Linked DNA regions of Mus musculus: all the other regions are linked to region 5. The links are chromatin contacts, called in public HiChIP or PLAC-seq, Micro-C and promoter capture Hi-C maps. All regions are on one chromosome and are shown on one strand. Each heading gives the region's core, a stretch centred on a gene start, on an enhancer-like site or on the middle of the called end of the contact. The rest is flanking DNA. Distances are from core to core; before and after follow the strand shown. Region 1 holds the start of Pithd1 (PITH (C-terminal proteasome-interacting domain of thioredoxin-like) domain containing 1). Region 2 holds the start of Eloa (elongin A). Region 3 holds the start of Wdtc1 (WD and tetratricopeptide repeats 1). Region 4 holds the start of Gale (galactose-4-epimerase, UDP). Region 5 holds the start of Stmn1 (stathmin 1). Region 6 holds the start of Tmem222 (transmembrane protein 222). Region 7 holds the start of Nipal3 (NIPA-like domain containing 3).

Region 1 (2,710 bases), core at 156-2,655, 1.5 Mb after region 5:
CAAGCCCTCTAACCCACTGAGCCATCTCCATATCCCTGGAATAAAATATACCAGCAAAAGCTAGGTGGGAGTCTCCCGAGGGCCGAAGCCCTCACTACTCACAGTCTCATCTCCGAGGGGTGCGAGTCATCATCCTCGCCCATTATGATGACGCCTTTCAGCTTGACATTGCCCGTAAACCTGCCAGAATTCCAAAGAGAAGGTTGTCTACCTGGGATTGAACCCTGAGGACCAGCAGCCATGTGACTCTGACAAGACCCTTCCCTTTTAGCTCAGCTGACTCATCTGCCACCTGTAGTCCTTTCAAAGACCCTGTCATTCCATACCTCCAAGAAATGTAATCACCTCAATTATAATTCGACAAATGCATGTGTAGTCACACACACACACACACACAAGCTCCTATACTTACTTTCTCAAACCCACCAAAGAAAATCTACCCCATTTCTAGACACAGGTGTGCACTCTTGACATAGCCATCAAATGAAGTCATCCGAAGAGACAACTGGGTACAGCCCAGTTTGCCTGAGGCAAGAGCCAAGGAGATACTTACGGAATATTAAACAGGAGCTCTTCGTCCGCATCACTTTCAACAAACTGCGGTGCATGGGGAGGAAGCAACAGATATCTGCTGAGAAACTACAATTTCAGGCATCTGGCCTCCCTGTTCTACAAACTGAGTCGCGATGCAAATGGACCTGTCCCAACAACCCGCGCCCAGGTCCTCATAGCTGGGAGCTGCTCAGTCTCCATATTCTAATCACCACGGCCCCTCTTAGAGGGATTCTAATGGGGGTTTCCCAGGCTGCGAACTCAAAAGACCAGTGCTTCTGTGTACCCTTCTGGAGAACCTTCAAATGGCTCTCAAAGGGGTCTGGGTTCCAGGTTAGAAGTACGGATCGCGACCCCAGGCCAGGTGAGGCCATCGGACAGCCATCTGGACCAATGGTCAGAGGAAGAGACAGCAGTCCTCTCTGCTCTCCTCCCTCACATGCCCTCGCCGCCTCGGAAGGGAGGTAAAGCGCCCACCTTGCTCCTCTGGGCCTCAGTTTCCCTGTCTGTCTACCCTGCGAGGCCCCGGGGCTCCCGGGCCGCCCACCTTGGAGCGGTCGGTCCGCTCCTCCCACGGCTTGAAGACGCCGCGGCCGCTGCCCTCGCGGCTCTCGTTGAGGCACTGCAGTCGCTCCAGGTCGATGCGCAGGTACAGCCCGTAGGCCAGGCCGCGCTGCTCGGGCGGCTCCTCGCGCTCAGCGGCGCAGCGACAGCCGCCCCCGCCGTGGCTGTGGCCGTGCGACATGGCGACGCCGCCCGCCGGCTCGCCTGTGACTCCCTCGGCACCGCCGCTCACCCGGAGCTCACTCGGCTCCGCGACGACCGCCAAGCGCCGCCACCGAGGCGTCGTAAAAGGCGCCCCTGCGCGGCGCATGCGCGCGCGGCCCAGAGGGCGGGGCCGGGAGGGATTGACGTGGACCTGCGCCAGCAGAGCTGGACGCTGGCGGTGTCGCTCAGTGGTACCGTTCAAGCGTGGAAACTGTAGGGCTGGGGACGCGTGGCAGGGACGCGAATCCTCCCCTCCCGAGCCAAAGCGTGCGCTTTCTTCCCTAGCGGCCACCTTTCTCCGGCGTGGTGGATAAGGCGGGGCCGACAGCACAGCAAAGCTTGCCTCCTCTCTCCCCCTGACGCCCTGTTAACCTCATCTGTTTACCCCCTACTTTCTCCCGCCTCTTTTCCTTCTCTGTCTCCTTTCTCCGCCTTTCCTTCCATATTTTTAAGCTAGTTTCTCATGTGCCCCAGGCTGACCTCAGATGATCTATGTACCTTCAACTCCTGACCCTCCTGCCTCCAAATCCCAAATTCAGGGATTAAAGGCACGCACCACCAAATCTGGTGTTAGATTTAATTAGTTACATTTATTATATATCTATCATGGGTCTATCTATCTATCTATCTATTTGGTGTCTTCTGTGGCTTATCGCGCTCTTTCCCTTAATAAAGTGTCTTACTACCTAGTTTTGGCTGGAACTATCTACTGAGCCTGGAACTCACTGTGTAGATCAGACTGGCATAAAACGCAACAGAAATCCATCTGCCTCCGCCTCCGGGGCGTTGGGATTGAAGGCATGGGCCATCCTGCTCAGCAGCATCATATTTTTTTGATGCAGTCTCTCACCGGACTCGAGGCTCACCATTTAGACTAGGCTAAATGGTCAGCGAGCTTCTAGGCTCCACCCTCCAAAGCTGGGCTTGCTGCTGGGCCTGTGCTTGGCTTTTATGTGACTGCTGGAGATTTGAACTCTGTCCTTGTGTTTCCACAGCAAATGCTCTTAGCCGCTGAGTCATCTTCATAGCCCATAGCTACCTTCTTGATAGAAGGTATACTCACCACCAGACCTGGGGTGAGAATGCTGGGTCTGTCCCTGACGGTGTGACACTAGGAAAATATCACCTTTTCCTATTCTGAGTCATTTTTCTCTGTTCCGTGGGCAGGATAGTATCTGTTGAGTAGTCACACTGAATAGTAAGGGAAGAATGTGATTCAAGAACTCAACATGTGGGCTGGAGAGATGGCTCAGTGGTTAAGAGCACTGACTGCTCTTCCAGAGGTCCTGCGTTCAATTCCCAGCAACCACATGGTGGCTTACAACCACCTGTAATGGGATCCAATGCCCTCTTCTGGTGTGTCTGAAGACAGCTACAGTGTACTCATATA
Region 2 (2,700 bases), core at 102-2,601, 1.6 Mb after region 5:
TATTACATGGAGGATTTTTATTTTTTTTAACCTGATGGCAGAAACAACAAAATGAGGGTGGTTACTTTAAGGTCAGTCACAAATCTTATAGTGTTCAGAAAGACAATCTGGGACTTGGAAATAATGACCATTTATTAGATGCCCACAAAGGGTTATTGTAAAAAGAACTTGTAAATATGTCTGACCAAAGGTCCCCAAGGCCTCCAAAGAAAGTAAAACACAAGACAATTGAAACATTTACGTTTTCGCTGACTTATAACAACAGCTTCTGAAGAAGTGTATCTCTGAGCTAAAGGAGGGTAGTTAAAAAGTGGCCCGGAGGTTGAGAGGTAGTGACCCAACTAGGAACAAGAAGAGTGAATGGGGTCCCTGACTGGAAATTCTGATGGTGATTAACACTTATAAAGAGCACTTGGGTCTAGCTGGTATTTCAGGAAGAAACTAGAGAAGGGACAGGTCGAGCAGAGAACTCCTCCAAAGTCCCGAGCTGGTGCTGGCTAGGAACCTAGATTGCATGTGTAAGTCCGCTCGCTGTCTCCCTCCACCACTTCCTCTTCCACTCAGCTCGCTGGACACTTCACCTTTTAGGAACCTCAGGCCCAGGCTAGAATGCTGACAAGCCATGTCACACCCTTTGGTGTTTTCGGCTAGAGACTACAGTGAAAACGATTCTAATTCCCACCATACCCTCTTCGTAGAGCTCAGAGAAGCCTAGACACCCGGGGGACCGCGAGGGGATACAATGTATTTAAAAAGTAACAGTTTCTAAAAAGGAGCAACAAAGTAGTTAAGTGCAATTAAACATGGTTGCTCATCACAGCCTGGTCCCACCTTCCAGTATGTCAGAGCGGAGTTAACACGCTCACGCCCTCATCCAGGACCCGAGCTCCAGGAGCAGAGCTCGAAAAACCCCAAGGCGTTCCCCGTTTTCTCGGCTAAAGGGCAGGGTACAGCACAGGGGTCCTCGAGCCGCAGGACCCCCAAGCAGCGGACGGAGTCGCTCGGCTGCAACGGGGAAACAGCTGGCGCGGCTGCCCGAACCCCGGGGAGAGCCGCAAGGCCCGGCCGCCCCTCCAGTCCTCAGCCCCCAGCCGGGGTGCGCCCGCCGGCCGCGAACTCCCCACTGCCCCGCGCCGCTCCGTGGGGCCTGGCTCCGGGTCGGAGGAGAACCCCACTGCGCCCTGCCCGCGACCGTTACAGGGCCCGCGCCGCGCCCAACGCCCGCCCGCGCCGCCCGCCCGCCCGCCGCTCACCTTCTTGGGGTCCGGGTTCGCAGCCAGGCGCGCCTGGAGCTTCTCCACAACTTGGAGCGCCGACTCCGCCGCCATCGCTGTCACTGGCGCGGCCTCCTCGCCGGAACTGGGCTCGCGTCGCGTCCTCGGGCCGCAACTCCGCCCTCCGTGAGGGCCCGGCGGAGACGGAAGCGCGAATGGTCCCTTCCGGGCCTCCGCTGGGGGTGTGTGTATGTGTGGAAGGCCTCAGGACCCGCCCCCGCGCCAGACCACGCCCACTATATCACGGCGATCTGTCGAATACAGCACAGGTCACGCCCCCGACACGCCCAACCCAGAGCCACGCAACCAGCCACGCCCCCAAGCCTGTATTCTGCAAGCCAAACTCTGGCTTTAACTCTCACGCACCGCCTTTCCAGTCATACGCTCGTTTTCGCCTAAGGGTGGGTGGAGTCAGTGATCAGGGTCCGACGCGGCTCCAGGGACCCTTGGAGTGGAAGGAAAGAACTGACTCAGGTAAATTATCTGACTTCCACCTGCAAGCTGTGACACACCCTCGCAATAAAAGAAATCGTGTAATTTTAAAGTAACTTAACGGTATTGTAATTTTGGGAAAGCAATCCAGGCTGTCTGGTTTCAAGGCAATTTGAAACACTAGAAATAAAAATAATAACACATTATTAACCACCTTGTCTGCAAAATCAGAGAGCAGCCCCTTTTATTAGACTGTTCATGTGACATTCTTTTCTTTTCTTTCTTTCTTTCCTTTCTTTCTTTCTCTCTTTCTTTTTATTTCTTTTCTCAAAAAGGATTTCTATGTGTAGCCTTGGAGGTCCTGGAACTCACTCTGTAGACGAAGCTAGCCTTAAACTCACAGAGATCCACCTGCCTCTACGTCCTAAGGGCCAGGATTAAAGTTGTATGCCACCACCACCTGGCTCCATTTAAAAATAAATTAAATCATAATGAATAAAAAGTCATAATATATTAAAAACCAAACTGAACTACATGAGATTCTGTCAGAAAAGAGCCGCTGGGCGTGGTGGTGCACGCCTTTAATCCCAGCACTCGGGAGGTAGAGGCAGGAGGATTTCTGAGTTCAAGGCCAGCCTGGTCTACAAAGTGAATTCCAGGACAGCCAGGGCTATACAGAGAAACCCTGTCTCGAAAAACCAAAAAAGAAAAAAAGAAAAGAAAAGAGCCAGGCAGTGGTGATGCATGCCTTTAATCCCAGCACTTGGGAGGCAGAGGCAGGTGGATTTCTGAGTTCAAGGCCAGCCTGGTCTACAGAGGGAGTTCCAGGACAACCAGAGTTACACAGAGAAACCCTGTCTCAAAAAACCTGTATATCCCTGGCTGTCCTGGAACTCACTTTGTAGACCAGGCTGGCCTTGAACTCAGAAATCCACCTGCCTCTGCCTCCCAAGTGCTGGGATTAAAGGTGAATGCCAAAAATAAATCTTTTAAA
Region 3 (2,753 bases), core at 158-2,657, 1.1 Mb before region 5:
AAACTCAAACTTGAGAAAACTTTCAAGTTGCTCCACCAACACATTTACCTCAAGAGATTTAAGAACACCAGAGACATTCACAAGAAATTAGTCACACTCAGCTGCTAAGATAAATCGTCTGTACTGCTCAGATAAATCGCATGTAAACCCTCATACTTTTTTTTTTTTAATTCTTATTAGTCCTGGTAATGCACCTGCAGCGGAGAGCAAACCATAAGTCGCCAAGAAACTCCAATCACCGGGCTTGGGATGGGGGGTGGGGGGTGGGGCGTGGGACGGGACGCTCCACTAAAGCTTTTCAGAAAGAGATCCTGCGGGTTTGCAGTTTATCTCTACCGATTCTTATTTACCCTTTGAAGTGGGTACTAATAGCCCACTCCCAAGCAGAGACCCTTTGTACTTAGCGCTACAGTCGATGATGCAAACACCTTGGCAAAGTTCAGTTTGGTGCCAGGATGAGCCACTGAAGGCATCTGCGACTGCCAGAAGCCTGAAAACTCACTCTCTTTCTCTCTCTCTCTCTCTCTCTCTCTCTCTCTCTCTCTCTCTCTCTATAGAGAGAGAGAGAGAGAGAGAGAGAGAGAGGAAGGAGAAGGAGAGAAAGAAAGAAAAGGAGTATGGGGTGACAGAAACAGAGAGCAAGAGAGGGAAAGAGAGGCAGAGAGACACGGAAAGAGCAGACCAGGTCATTGACCTCTTGAAACTTCCACCTGCCCCTTTCTTCCTGAGTGCGATCGGCGCCAGATCAGATGTCAAAAACTCCGCAAAAAATAAATAAATAAAAGTCCCGTGATAGGACGACTTCTACCTCTGCCCCGGTGGAGCCTGCGGGACTCCTACAGCCTTCCCCCACCCCCTCCCCCGACCTCCCAGCCAGTCCTCTTCTAGCCTCCCTTCCCCGGCCCTTTCTGCCCTTCCTCGCCGCCGAGGCCTGACCCCTTCCCGGGACACCCCGGAGTCCCGAGGCGATCGGGCTCAGGCCCCCAAGCAGGGAGCCGGCCCAGAGCGGACGGCCCCGGAGCCGGGGCTCTGGGAGCCGGTCCCCGACTCGACATCTGCGGCGGGGATGGGGCGGCGGCGACCCGTACCTGTCAGGTCTCTTCCCAGGACCAGCAGCGGAGCAACTTCAGGAGCCCATGTCGGTCCGGGGGGGCCCGGCCCCTCTCCCGGGAGCAGGGGTGCGGATCCCGGGAAGGGGGCTGGGGACCCGGGCAGCTCTAGCCTCTTCCCATGCTCCCCGCCCGGCGCCTGGCCGGGGCCGGACAGCGCCTCCGCCCGCCCCTGCGCACCGCCTCACACCCGCGCTCACACACACTCACACTCCCTCGCGCGCTCTCACACACGCACTCCCCTCCCTCCTCCTCTGTTTATCTCCTCCAGCTGTCTGGGGACCCAGGAGAAGTCCCGCACTGCGCCTGCGCCACGCAGTCTCCGCGCCGGCCCCGCGTCTCACGGTCCGCGGCTACGCTACGGCGATGGCGCTCGGCAGTTTCCTGAATAGTGAGCGCGGGCCCTAGTCCTCTCTGCCACCCTCACCCCCCCTCCATCGCGCGCCCGGTCAACGTCTGCTGCCGGTGGCGCCCACTAACCTGCTAGCGGGGGAGCCCCCCACTTCGCCGGGGCCAATCGGCTTCACCGCTCGCGGGAACGGCAGCCAGTGGGCGGGCGGAAAAGCGGGGCTCAGCTCTGGAGTATCATGGGAGTCGTAGTTTTTCGCCATCGCAGAGGTCCTGCGGCGTGGACTTGCCCCGCCCGGTTACCATTAGTTACCTGGACGCACCTCCCATCCCACTACACCTTTTCTGAGTCCCAATTCCACATGTTCTCCCAGGTCCAGTACAGACCCTCCAAGGGCTAAGAGCTCATCAAAATTGCTTTTGATGCTGTAAATTAGGGGACACCTAAGGCTAAGACCCTGAGTCCTCCCAGAGCAAAGCCTCAGCCTGCTCCTTGCTCTAGGGGGCTGCTGAAGTTACAGGTTCCATGCTCGAATCTTCAGGTGCTGGAAGGAAAAGGTCCTATGTTGAGTGACCTGGGAGCTCTAGGAACCCAGATCGATGGCAGACAAGGTCTATCTAATACTAGCCAAGTAATTGCTCTTCTGACTTTCAAGCTCCAAGTCAGAACGGAGACACCCTCCTCTCTAAGGGAGTTCCAAGGTGACAAAGGTGGCAGTAAAGATAACTTAAGGGAGAGAGACCAGGAGCTTCAACTCAAAAGCAATCACCTTACATTTCTCTTCTCTTAGAGTGGCAGATACACAGTATGCCAACGTCTAAGTAATAACACTTTTATTTTCACTGTATTGGGCATGCTCTCTTTGATAGATACAATTGTTCCTATGTTTTTAAAAAGAAGAAACAAGCATAAAGTAGTTAAAAAGATGCTAGCCCAGGGTCACACAACTGGTTAGAAAACAAGGAATGAAACCAGGCAGTGCTGGAGACTAAGTACAAACATTTAGCACTTAAGAGTGCTGGTCCAGGGTTGGAGAGATGGCTCAGCGGTTAAGAGCACTGACTGCTCTTCCGAAGGTCCTCAGTTCAAATCCCAGCAACCACTTGGTGGCTCATAACCATCCATAATGAGATATGATGCCCTCTTCTGGTGCCTCTAAGACAGTTACATTGTACTTATTTATAATAAATGAATCTTTGGGCTGGAGCTAGCAGGGCTGACTGGAGTGAGCTAAGGTCCTAAATTCAATTCCCAGCAACTACATGAGGGTTCATAACCATCTGTACAGCTACAGT
Region 4 (2,700 bases), core at 50-2,549, 1.5 Mb after region 5:
TGTCCACCGCCGCAGGGCCTTTGTTCTACCTCTGAGGACAGAGAGCAGTTTCCCCTTATGCCAGCAGAGCATTTGCTGGAATGGTGGGGGTTGATCTGCATCTGTGGTCATCTGCCAACGAAATCTCCACTCTGTGTGTGATTTTTTTGAAAACAGCTTATGTAATTAAAGGTTTAATTTTCTAATATAACATTCAAACGTGTGTTTATGGGTGGAGGAGTAAAATTGCTCTGAGGGAAGAGGGAAGGTTTTGTGGCTGGTTCATCTTTGGATCTCTTCCATCGCCACACCCAAGCCCCCAGACCACTGACTGGAAATCATTGCTGTGGGGAACACCCTAGGACTCGCTTCTGAGAACGTGCCTGTTTCCAGAGCAGGAAGATAGATCAGGAAGATAGATCTCTTACTGGTCTGGAACTAGCTAAGGAGACTAGGCTGGCTGGCCAGTGAACCCCAGGGATCCATCTGTATCTGCTTCCAGTGAGATAACAAACTTCCACAATGGTCAACTTGACAGTATTATTATTATTATTATTATTATTATTTATTCACGCGCTAGCTATCTTCAGCTTCCCTTTTCATAAACTCACTGAAATTCTGCTGGGCCTGAAGACCTGTACTACCAGGAAAGATTTAGCTTCATTTATGTATTTGTGAGAGAATGCCAGCTATGTATGGTATGTGCAACGGAGGTCAGAAGCGGGCATGGCATCCTATGTAATGAGAGGCGGTAGGTATGTGGGTGCCAGAAACAGGACTCGGGGCCTCTGCAGGAGCAGCCTCCCGAATGCTGGGATTAAAGGCGTGTGCCACCACCGCCCGGTCCCGCTTTGTATCTTAAACCGAGACAAAAGTGTCTTGAGTCCCTATACGGGGGCAGGTGCGCAAACACAGCTTTGGGGGAGGGAGGCAGCGGCTCAGCGATGGGCACAGCAATTGCTACTGTGAATGTCAAGGTTCCTTCGCCATCGCGGGTTTCTTCCCACGTGAACTTGGACGCAGCCCGGGCCAGCCATGTCCTCCAACTGGAGCTGCCCGACCAAGGGTTTGACACAAACAGTGGCTCTGAGTGGAGGGACTAGAAAGGGCCCAGTCCCGACCTTGTTTCTCCTCAACAGCCCGCCGGTAACCGGATGGCGTCCGCACCCCTCATTTCCGCCCTCGATGGAAGCGCACTGCGCAGGCGTTTAAAGCCTGTGCAGACCATTTGTCCCTCCAGGGTTGCCGTCCAGGCAGTAACCCAGTACACACGTTTCCTGGAGGGCGTGGAGGGGCGGGGTCGGGCTGGGCTGTCAGGTCTTAAAGGGGCCGCGGCGCTGGTCGCGGGAGGCGGTGCCTGGAGTCAGCGCTGGAGCTTCCGCAGGTTCGGCCGGTAGAATGAAGGGCTTAGTGAGCTCGGAAGGGCCAATGCTTGGTGGGGAGCGAGGAGGTTCCAAGAGGGTCGGTTCGTGTTCGGAACAGGGCCAGGCTCACCCCTTCTGCTCGCGTTTTCCGCAACCGTAGCGGGGGCCACCCGAGCCCATTCATTCGGGGCTCGGCTCCCCGCTCCTGCTCCCAGCCCAGACCCGAAGTCCAGAGCTAAGCTCCGCCTCGCCCAGGCTGCTGAGACCCAGCATCCGCTCTCCTGCCTTGTACAGACAGGGAAAACTGAGGAGGGGACCGCTGACCAAGGTCATCCCCTAGTCCGGAGCGGAGCGACCTCAGAGCAGCCTTTCTGCCACCAGAGTCCCCTCAGCGACCGCCTCCCCGCGTCTTCGCGCAATGCGGGAGCTGCAGGGAGTCGCGGGGCATAGTCTCGGGGATCCCCCTTAGTCAGTTCTTATTGCTGTGTGACCCCAGGCCGACTGCCTCTGGGCTCAGACCCTAGTACCCAGGGCTGGTAGAAACACCTGCCACATCCAGATGTTGGGAAAATAACGCACAAGTGCGGGGTAGTGATTCTGGGTCGCACTGGACGCCCCGTCCAGTGGGCTGCAGCAGAATAACCCCAGCAGAAACTTGAGGCAGCTCGGAGAAAGACGGCAGCGAGCCAGGTCGTGAAAATGAAAGGCCTCACTGTGTGGACTGCCTCTCTGTCCGCCCAGCAGTTTGCTCAGGGTGGGGATGCACACCTGGCAGCGGAGAGCGAGCCAAATCCACGTCGACACCGGCTCACTTGGTGCTGCCCTCCTTGGGCGGGATCTGTGGCTCCAAGTCAGCTGGGCCAAAGCTGAGCTATTGGCTGCCCCAGGGTGGGGTGAAGCCCTACCCACTCCAGGGCTGTTGGCACTGCAGCCTCTGAGCTGGGCACAGCCTTCCTGGCTAAGGACCCCACCCTTGAGGCCATTTGGCGTTCTTACTGCTTCCTCCCAACTGACCTTCCAGGGGAAGGGTTGTTGGAGCACTAGATGTTAGTCATCAAACCCAGGAACCTTTTGCTCCGGGGAAAAGGTGTCAGTTTACAGGGACAGGTCCCTTTTTCTGTATCCTAGCCTCCCATTCTTAAGCGATGTTCTTCTGCCCGAGACTGTCCATACTCCAGACATGGAGGCAGGAAGGGTGGGTCTTCAAAAGGCCCATCTTCCCACCCTCTGTCAACAGGAACTAGACAGCATGGTGTGTCTGATGTCCTACATATGCAGGTGGCAGACCTTTAAACTGCTTCATTGGGCCCTCCTAATACATGGGGTGTGTACAATAATTAGTTCTAGAGGTGAAAAC
Region 5 (2,792 bases), core at 19-2,518:
AGACTGACCCCACGCAAGGGCAATTGCTGGAAAATATGCCTCTATAAGCATATTCCAGACAACTGTACTTTGCCAATTGCTTGCTTTGTACGTTGTCTGCACAATACAGTTTTCACTGTCCTGTATGCCTATTGTATTTTATCTCGGGTGCTTCCCTCTTGGTTAAGCAGATGTAGGATTGTTTTAAAATTAGGATTGTTTCCACAGAAGCTGTTGTATGTATGGGTTGGCTTTTGAGAGACCAAATCCATTAATAAAATGGTAAACCCAATGAAGAGTTTCTGAGCAGGTGCTTTGGGGAAATGACCACCTCGTGGGGACACAGCTTTGGTCAGCAGAGAGAAGAGGTTCTTAGACAGACAGGGTCACGCTAATTTCCTTTGTGTCTCTGCTATAGTTTTGCTTTATCCCGGCCAGAGGGAACCGTGACCTTGTGGCTCCTTTTGTTTACATTCTCAAAGTGAGCCCAGCCCCGCTCTAGGGAGCACGTGCTTTCAGAACAAAAGGAGCAAAGTGTATCTAGAACTGCCATCGCTCTTCCCTTCCCTTTCCTGTCACCGCAAGGCTTTAGCAGTCCAGATGGAGTCTGCCTTTAAGCTTAGTGGCTTTGTTAAACCCAAGATCAGATTCCAGAGCCTCCCGCTGTCCTGCCTAGATCCCAGTGTTTCCAGCTCGGGAGGCTGAAGGGTAGAATGCAAGTGGCCAAGGGAAGAACCACGCCCGTAATCTGCCAGTAGGAAATGGGTTAGGGACTGCGTTGTTGCGCTACAGGTGACAAGCTGCCGTGTGTCCGTGATAGGACACCGAGGGTAGAGGATCGTGCAGGGGCGTGGAGTGGCACTATCTTGTCACAGGGTTTCGGGCGTTTTAGGCGACCGGGAGGGGTATGGCATCAAAAGGGATATTGCTTAGGGAGCCAAATAAACTCCTATGGCTGGGTAGAGGTAGAGTCCAGTCGGTCGAGGTCTAAAAGAAGTAGGTTAGGACCGACCCCTCCCCTGCTCCTCACCTCGCCCTGCAGTTTTCCTAAAGAGAGTCCCATAACCGATTCAGTCCTGCGGCCGCAGCCAAATGCTCTTCCGATCAGAGACACCCCACCCACCCACGCTAGTCCCGGCTAACACCTAGAGAGACCCCCCACCAGGAGTGCCCCACCCCTAGCATTGTCCTCCTGCCCCCCTGGCCCGGACTACAATTCCCGAAATGCTTCTCTCCAGAGAGGCGGTGCTCTCCAGGCTTCGGGGCGGGACTGGCACGTGCCGTCACCCGCAGCCAATGCGGAGCGCCTGGTCTGGGTCACGTGCCGCTGTTTGGCGCTTTTGTGCGCGCCCAGGTCTGTTGGTGCTCAGAGTGTGGCCAGGCGGCTCGGACCGAGCAGGTGGGTGCAGGCTTGGCTTAGGCGGAGGCTACGGCGGGCTGGGGAGCAGCCGGGAACGCGGCGGGTCCCCCAGCCGGGCACAGGAGATGGGCGGAGACCCCGAGCCCCAGCGGGTGGGGGGCGTTGGTCTTTTGTGTGGAGCTCGGGCGGAGCCTTGGCTTTTGTCCCTATTCCCTGGAGATGCGGGCTGGAGGGGAGGGGGCGCGGCCAGCGCTGGGCTTTAGCCCGGGTGCGAGCGTGGAGACAATAGGAGGCGTGAGCCGTCCTCTGCATCTACCGCCCGGCGGGCGCGGCTGTTCGGGGGGTCCCCATTGTCTGAAGGAGAGCGAGGCTGGGGGCGCTCGTGCTGCTGAGGGGCGGCGCCCGCCCGGTCTCCCGGGGCTTCGGGGCGGTGGTCCCGGACAGCTCTGGGCACTCCGTCAGTGGGTGAAGGCCGTGCGACCGAGCCCTCTACAGCCACCCCAGGGCTGCGTGTCCGCGAGGTGTTTTTGGCGGGAGTTGGGGGGCAGACGGCCGCGCGCTGCCAGCCCGAGAGGGGCGGGGCCACCCCGGAGGACCGTTGGCCCCGCCCATTCTGTCGCTGCCCACGCGCGCGGGCTCCCGAGCGTGGAGAGGTTCGCGGAGATTCGAAAAGGCGCGGGGAGCCGAGGGGCGGGGCCAGGGGCCGGAGCGTAGGGCGTGTTCTGATTGGCCCGGGCCGCCAGCCTGCCCGCCTGGGCCAGGACCACGCCCATGCTGTGTAGTCTGCTGCGTTGGGTGCTCTGCTACAGATAAATGCATTTTTTTTCGTTGCTTCGTTTTTGCAGTGTCTAGTGTTTGGAACCTTTAGTCATACGCTTCGGGGCTAAAAGAATGGTGATCTTTTTAAAAAAAATACTCGAGAACTGTTGAAAAAAATGTTTGCGACATAAGGCATCAAATGTGACAAACCTCAGGCGGGTGTGGTGGCGCTTGTCTGTAATCTCAACACTCAGAAGCTGCCCCCCCCCCCCGCCCATGTATGCATCGAACATGGAACCCAGGGCTTTGCAAATGTTAAGTGTTAACCCAGTGGGCTAAACCCCACCCCTCTACCCTGAGGAGGCTGAGGCAAGAGGATTGTAATTTTACAGCCAGCCTGGATTAAGTAGACCCTGCCCTCAAAAGAAACCTAGAGGTTCATACAACTTCATTTTCTCACTGTGAGGCTAGTAGCTTAAACCCTAGGAACAATAGGACTTGAATATCATTGGCTGCCAGCTTGGGTGTTATTCACCGTGGCAGACACAGACAAAGCAGGGGTGGGTATTTCAATTGCACAATGAGTTGTAGACAGAATTAAGATGGCTCCGATCTCATTGTTGGGTTGAATCTGGAATATCTTATGTTGGGCAGGACAAAAACATTAAGGGACGGAATTCTTCAACCTTGTGAT
Region 6 (2,700 bases), core at 149-2,648, 1.2 Mb before region 5:
TTCAAAGTCAGGTTGGGCTACGAAATAAATACCAGACCAGCCAGGGCTACATATCAAGCTCATGTCTCAGTCAAAACCAATAAAATAAATAAATACAAAATCGAAAGATTAAAATGATTTGAAGATCAGAAACATTTGAGACTAAAAATATTCCTTCTCCACACAACTTGGCTCTGTTTGTTTGTTTGTTTGAGATTGGGGCTCACTATACATGCCTGGCTGGCCTGGAACTCCTACCATATAATTCAGGCTGCCCTCCAACTCACAGACATCTGCTTGCCTCTGCCTCCAAGTGCTATGGTTAAAAGTATGGATCCCCGTGCCTGGTAGCTGATTTTGATAGAAGGAAAGAAAAGAGTACCTCCTCAGGTGAGAGGTAGGATGCCACAGCTGAAAGATGAGTTATATATAGTCAGTGAACTAACTGGCTTCTGAATATCTTCTTGCTGGGATAGTCAACGGACCAAGACGATGTTACAAAGGAACTCAGCTTCCCCATGGGGGAAGGGGATTTCTACTACAGAAAATAAAGCTTGTAAACTGTCCAGACTGTTAGGATTAAGGTAGGAGGGTTGTAAGCTGCATTCTTCCACTGGGAGGCAGATACCTAGGTCGCTGAGACTGCTTTGTAACTCAAATGATGTAGGGGGAAAAACGCCAGCACGGACCTCCCAATGCTGACATTCCACGAACCAGTGTGGCTTCGATCAAACACTCAGTTCTGTTTCTAAAGGCGAAACGTCTTGTGCATAACAGACGACAAGTACGCGCTCGTTTGCTCAATGAGTGAAAAAACAAAAACAAAAACCAACGGGGAATGAATGACGATGCCTCTTCAGACAATGATTAAGGGTCTTTTCTGTACGCCTGCAGCTTAAGGGCGTGCTAATGACCAGATCTTTGCTGCTGATCTACACTTCTCCTCCTCTCCAGTTAGACCTGGGGGAACCAGGGCCGGAACTATGCCCCACATCCAAGGGGACCGCGCACCTCATAGGTGACGAGAGCTCTAGGGGACTGGGGGCTAGCCTGGCCCGGAGTACGGGTTGCTGCAAGTCTGGGGAAAAAAAAGCTAGCATGGCACCCCGGAGGATGCTCGGGCCCTCGGCGACTTCGCGCTGACATCGGAAGACACTCACGTGAGCACCGGGATGGGTGTCCACACCACGCAGTAGGGGAAGCGGCTCCGCTCCACGTCCATGACAACGCCACCGGACCCGTGGTACTGCTTCATGTCCGTCTCGGCCCCCGTCGGCGTTTCTACTTCCGCCATCCGAGGAGGGGGCGGCGGCGGCTGTAACAGAAGCGGAGAACTCCCTTCCGCTTCCGCCATCCCGCGCGCGTCCCGCTCGGGAAGGCCGACCGCGCCGCCGCTCGCCCCTGTGTCATCACTTCCGGGAGGCGGAGTGTCCTCTCGGTCGATCTTCCCCCGGGGAATTGGAGCCTTGTCCTTCTGGGCCCGGCTAGTTTAGCCTCTTTCCCGTGTTTGTAGCGGAGCATTTCCGTGGACCTCAGGAAGCTCTCAGTCGAGCCCCGGGAACCCACAACCAACCGCGGTTCCGCATGCCGGCACGTGGTGCAGGCACTCTTTATTGATCACTTCTTAGGTGCCAAGCATGTGATATTCATTGGTACTACTGTCTATAAACTGATTAGACGTGCAAATTTAGTTGTTTCCCCCAGAAAACAAATCAGAGACAAAGGCTCTTAGAAATGAAGTGAGCAACGATTCAAACGCAAGTCTTTGTAGATTTCCTTTGTCCTTTTTAGTCTGTGGCATGAGTTACATAATAGTCTGTTACGTGATGGTGTAAAAAGGGAGGTCAAACTAAAATCTTGGTGTGTATGGGAGACACGTACACTTGGTGTGTATGGGAGGGAGCAGCCTTGGGCCTGGGGAGAGCACGGATGCAGAAGTGCCAAGACAGGAAACTTGAGGTCACTATGTGCAGTAGAGAATATCATCCAAGACTTATCTAAATCTCTTTATTGTTCGTGTTTTGGGGCACATGTTTGTTTTTGTTTTGAAACAGGGTCTCACTATGTAGCCCTGTCTGTCACTATGTAGACCAGGCTGACATTGAACTCTTAACTCTGCCTCCCAAGTGCTGGGATTTAAAAGGGTACATCACTAAGCCAGGTCCTTTTTTGCTTTATAGAAAACTCGGCAGTTAGCACTTGTCTAAGATCACACTCAAGAACACAAAGTGGCCAGGCTCCAGTCTTGGAATCTTTTGATTTTTCAGAGGGATAATCAGAGAGACATGGAAGTGGAATGTTATGCGGTGAGGAGTGGGTGGGATGGGTTTGGAAGACAAGAAGGGAACCAGGCTATAGGAAGGTGTAAGAAAAATGAGGCAGAAAGGCAAACAGATTGTTTCAACAGGCTGAGACTGAGACTGTTTTATTGGAACAGCGGGCTGGAGGAGATATATATATGTTACAGCTCCTCTTTGTGTGTGTGTGTGTGTGTGTGTATGGTTTGACTGGGACCAGAGTGGGGGTTGTTTTCCATACTCAGGCATATTGTTTCTGCAGGTGAAGCAGACCTGTCAGATAGGGGCTAAGCACTTCATTCTGGCTAGAAGCTATGGCTTAGTACAGCTAGATTCAATTCCTCATCACCTAAGACTATTAGCCAACAGAAGGTGTGGACAAATGTTTAGGGAAGGCAAAAGCTATGCTTTTGAGAAGGTTTGC
Region 7 (2,700 bases), core at 81-2,580, 1.0 Mb after region 5:
TTGAAGGCACCTGTCAGGTCCTCTGCTGTTCCTGGAAACCTAGCTCAGAGCCTGGCAAGGTAACTTGCATAGATGCCCACTCGACCAAATGTAATGCCCATGATACACTGTGGTTTAAAAAAAGAATGCCTTACTCAGAACCCATGGCCACAAACAGATATACCCAGCCCCACCCACAGGATGTCAGAAAATGCAAACAGGCCTTGGGAACCAGCTAGGGAGGACAGCAGGTTGTCTCCCCCCACCGCACCCCTCTGTGTGTGTGTGTGTGTGTGTGTGTGTTGAGTCACTGGCTTTTAAACAGTAGCTTCAACTCCCCTCTCTACCCAGGGAACCCCCAGAGCTCTGAATACCCAAAGACAGAGGGAGGAAGATTCTCCTTGAACTGCCGTGTAGCATCACCCCAAAGCCTCCGTGGACTCTGTAAGTTGCATTCCCTTATAAGGCTCACACTTTGGCCTGGTGATGGTTTATTGTTGGTCCAAGGCTGACATATGTCCAAGAGGCACACAGCCAAGCCAGTGTTGACAATCACAGTCACAGTTTATGGTCACTGACCCAAGAGAATTCACAAAGTGCTTGCTTCCACTCGAATCCCCCGGCCTCATCTAAATGAATAACTCCGTTAACCCCACCGAGCAAGTCTTCCAGCGAGCATAACAGCCTCGCGGCCATGAAATTGGCTGTAACTAAAAACAAGGGTGTGTGTGTGTGTCCGCGCGCGCCCCCCCGCGTGCGTGCATGGAGGTCTTGTCACCACCTGACGATTCAGTTTGACCAAAGAACGTCGGTTTCATGCCAAGCTTTTCTTTCCCGGGGCTTTTGAGCACTGAGGGGTGACATTCTCGGAGAGACACACCTCTGTTTCAGTACCAAGCACAGAGCTCCCTCCATCCACCTGCCAGTCGCACCGGCTATTTCCTGCACGCTGGAGCCGGCAGTACTGGCCTTCCACTTCCTCATCTGGTAACGCCCAGCATCTCCTTCATTAAGGCAAACCCGTGCCCACCCTCCTTGAAAATATGGAAGAGACAAAAAAAAAAAAAAAAAAAAAAAATCGGAGGCAACAGAACCCAAACTGACAAGGCTGGCAACAACAAGGGAGACTATATTTATACTAGGGGATCAAAACAGCAAGCCTGATTTCAAGTACCCCTTCCCTCAGTCATGACCGTGACTCACCCGGGACGTTCCTTCTAGATCCACCTATCCCAGGTTCCGGAGAAGCGACTCGGACACTCCGTGCCACCCCTAGGTACAGCCTCTTGGATCCCTTCCCAGCTCCGAGTTTCCAAGGGGCTGCAGTGTTTTGCTTTCAAAGGTGGAGACTTGATTTGTTACACTGCCTGCCAGTCCCAAGCTGGCGAAGCCTCTGCGCAGGCGAGTGGTTGTCGGGAGGGGATGGGCGGGACATCCTGAAATAATTGGCTGCGTCGCCAAGCTCGCTTGAAGCGTAGGGGCGACCTGACACTCACCTGGAGGAGTCCCCTCTAGCGGCCAAAGGAAGAAGTCCGGGCTGCTTTGGTCCCCAAGTTATGGCTGCTCACCTCCACCTGCCGGACAAGTAGGCTGGGCTTAAGCAGCCCGCCTGGTGTCCCCCCGCAGTCTGCGCTAACTGCCACCGACCGTCCCGGGCGGCGCCCCTGCTGCTTCCATCAGGTAGCTCCAGTATCGAAACCCAGCAGAGCCCTGACACGTCTCGGGGACCGTGCGTACCCCTTCTTTCCTGCGCCTGCGTCCCACCTGTTGGCTGTATTGCGTCCTTAATTTCCCGGTACGCCTGCAGCTCAGCAGCCCCGGTAGGCTGTCAATCATCCTAGTAGTCCCGTCCCCCCCCCCGCACCCCTCCCCCGCCCGCTGCTGTTTCCCAGGGGTTCGGCTGTGAGCATGAACCTGCGCGTGGAGCTTCCAGCGCGCTCATTTTTCAGCACGCGCCGTTCAGTCCAGAGCCGCACAGCAACCTCTGGGGGAGATGTTGAGATCACACAGGTTTTACGAGGAAATGACATTGGGGAGACCTCAGCGATGGAAACGCGGTAGAACTGGGAGGGAGAGTTTAAGAGAGGATGGAGCTGCCATATTGTATTATGGGAGATGCCCAAAGACCAACTGGGTCGGTGCGAGATTTTTTTTTTTTTTCTTGAGGCGTGGGTGGCAGGAGATGTGATCTGAGGAACAAGCGGGAGACAGTTTCTAACAGGGGACTATCCCATAATTTTAAAGAAGACGCTGGTGGGTTTAAGCCGGGCTGTGGCTAGGCACTGTGGCTGCGGTGAAACGGGTAAGGGGCTCTTGGAATACTGCACGGTTGCCCTTGGGGAATTATGTCATCGACCTTTCTGCTCTCACACTCAGGGTGTGGATGGATGGGTAGGAACACTTGGGTTTATTCCTTCGATGAGTCACAAAAACAACAAACCAAACAAACCCAACAACCAAACAAAACCGAAACAATCAAACAAACAAACAAACAAGAAAAGGGAACTGAACCCCAGAAACAAAAACCCTAATAGTTAGTTCCCTGCCTAACAGGTTCTCCTTAGCATTGTCAATCCGAACCCCAAAATTCTGGTAGCTTTTTTTGTTGGTTTTTGAAACGTCTCCAACGATTGGTCAACAGCTTTTCACATTAAAGACACAGAGGACACCCCTGGCTAGTTAGCCAGTTGCCTGCCGCCGGACTCTGGAATGTTAGGCCAG

What was found. Promoter capture Hi-C pulls out the DNA fragments that hold promoters and counts their contacts. A called contact is a pair of places that touch in the nucleus more often than the background predicts. HiChIP or PLAC-seq counts read pairs in DNA pulled down with a chosen protein or histone mark.
Region 1: a contact with region 5 is called in a Micro-C map of embryonic stem cells, with 7 times the contacts expected there. The contact joins the promoter of Pithd1 here to the promoter of Stmn1 in region 5. A contact is called at or near these places in 1 of 39 promoter capture datasets (hippocampal neurons) and 1 of 484 Hi-C or Micro-C datasets (embryonic stem cells).
Region 2: a contact with region 5 is called in an HNF4G HiChIP or PLAC-seq map of pancreatic cancer cells. The contact joins the promoter of Eloa here to the promoter of Stmn1 in region 5. A contact is called at or near these places in 1 of 39 promoter capture datasets (liver) and 2 of 115 datasets of contacts at active chromatin or transcription factors (microglia and pancreatic cancer cells).
Region 3: a promoter capture Hi-C map of pre-B cells shows a contact between it and region 5, with 4 times the contacts expected there. The contact joins the promoter of Wdtc1 here to the promoter of Stmn1 in region 5. A contact is called at or near these places in 2 of 39 promoter capture datasets (liver and pre-B cells) and 1 of 484 Hi-C or Micro-C datasets (B cells).
Region 4: a contact with region 5 is called in a FOXA1 HiChIP or PLAC-seq map of pancreatic cancer cells. The contact joins the promoter of Gale here to the promoter of Stmn1 in region 5. A contact is called at or near these places in 1 of 39 promoter capture datasets (hippocampal neurons) and 1 of 115 datasets of contacts at active chromatin or transcription factors (pancreatic cancer cells).
Region 6: a contact with region 5 is called in a FOXA1 HiChIP or PLAC-seq map of pancreatic cancer cells. The contact joins the promoter of Tmem222 here to the promoter of Stmn1 in region 5.
Region 7: a contact with region 5 is called in a promoter capture Hi-C map of liver, with 2.9 times the contacts expected there. The contact joins the promoter of Nipal3 here to the promoter of Stmn1 in region 5. A contact is called at or near these places in 1 of 39 promoter capture datasets (liver) and 1 of 115 datasets of contacts at active chromatin or transcription factors (pancreatic cancer cells).

The regions. Positions count from the first base shown.
Region 1 is chr4:135,985,839-135,988,548 of GRCm38.p6, forward strand. Pithd1 (PITH (C-terminal proteasome-interacting domain of thioredoxin-like) domain containing 1) reads right to left here and starts at 1,406. Exons shown (of 6, transcript NM_025411.4): 1 at 1,100-1,406; 2 at 554-597; 3 at 103-180. The coding sequence starts at 1,297.
Region 2 is chr4:136,020,298-136,022,997 of GRCm38.p6, forward strand. Eloa (elongin A) reads right to left here and starts at 1,352. Exons shown (of 11, transcript NM_013736.4): 1 at 1,254-1,352. The coding sequence starts at 1,328.
Region 3 is chr4:133,337,908-133,340,660 of GRCm38.p6, forward strand. It overlaps Wdtc1 (WD and tetratricopeptide repeats 1), which reads right to left and starts at 1,408. Exons shown (of 16, transcript NM_199306.4): 1 at 1,089-1,408.
Region 4 is chr4:135,962,426-135,965,125 of GRCm38.p6, forward strand. It overlaps Gale (galactose-4-epimerase, UDP), which reads left to right and starts at 1,300. Exons shown (of 11, transcript NM_001356493.1): 1 at 1,300-1,363. It overlaps Hmgcl (3-hydroxy-3-methylglutaryl-Coenzyme A lyase), which reads left to right. Exons shown (of 9, transcript NM_008254.3): 9 at 1-243.
Region 5 is chr4:134,467,052-134,469,843 of GRCm38.p6, forward strand. It overlaps Stmn1 (stathmin 1), which reads left to right and starts at 1,269. Exons shown (of 5, transcript NM_019641.4): 1 at 1,269-1,378.
Region 6 is chr4:133,276,392-133,279,091 of GRCm38.p6, forward strand. It overlaps Tmem222 (transmembrane protein 222), which reads right to left and starts at 1,399. Exons shown (of 6, transcript NM_025667.3): 1 at 1,140-1,399. The coding sequence starts at 1,333.
Region 7 is chr4:135,493,248-135,495,947 of GRCm38.p6, forward strand. Nipal3 (NIPA-like domain containing 3) reads right to left here and starts at 1,331. Exons shown (of 12, transcript NM_028995.4): 1 at 1,183-1,331. It also overlaps a transcript of Stpg1 not described here.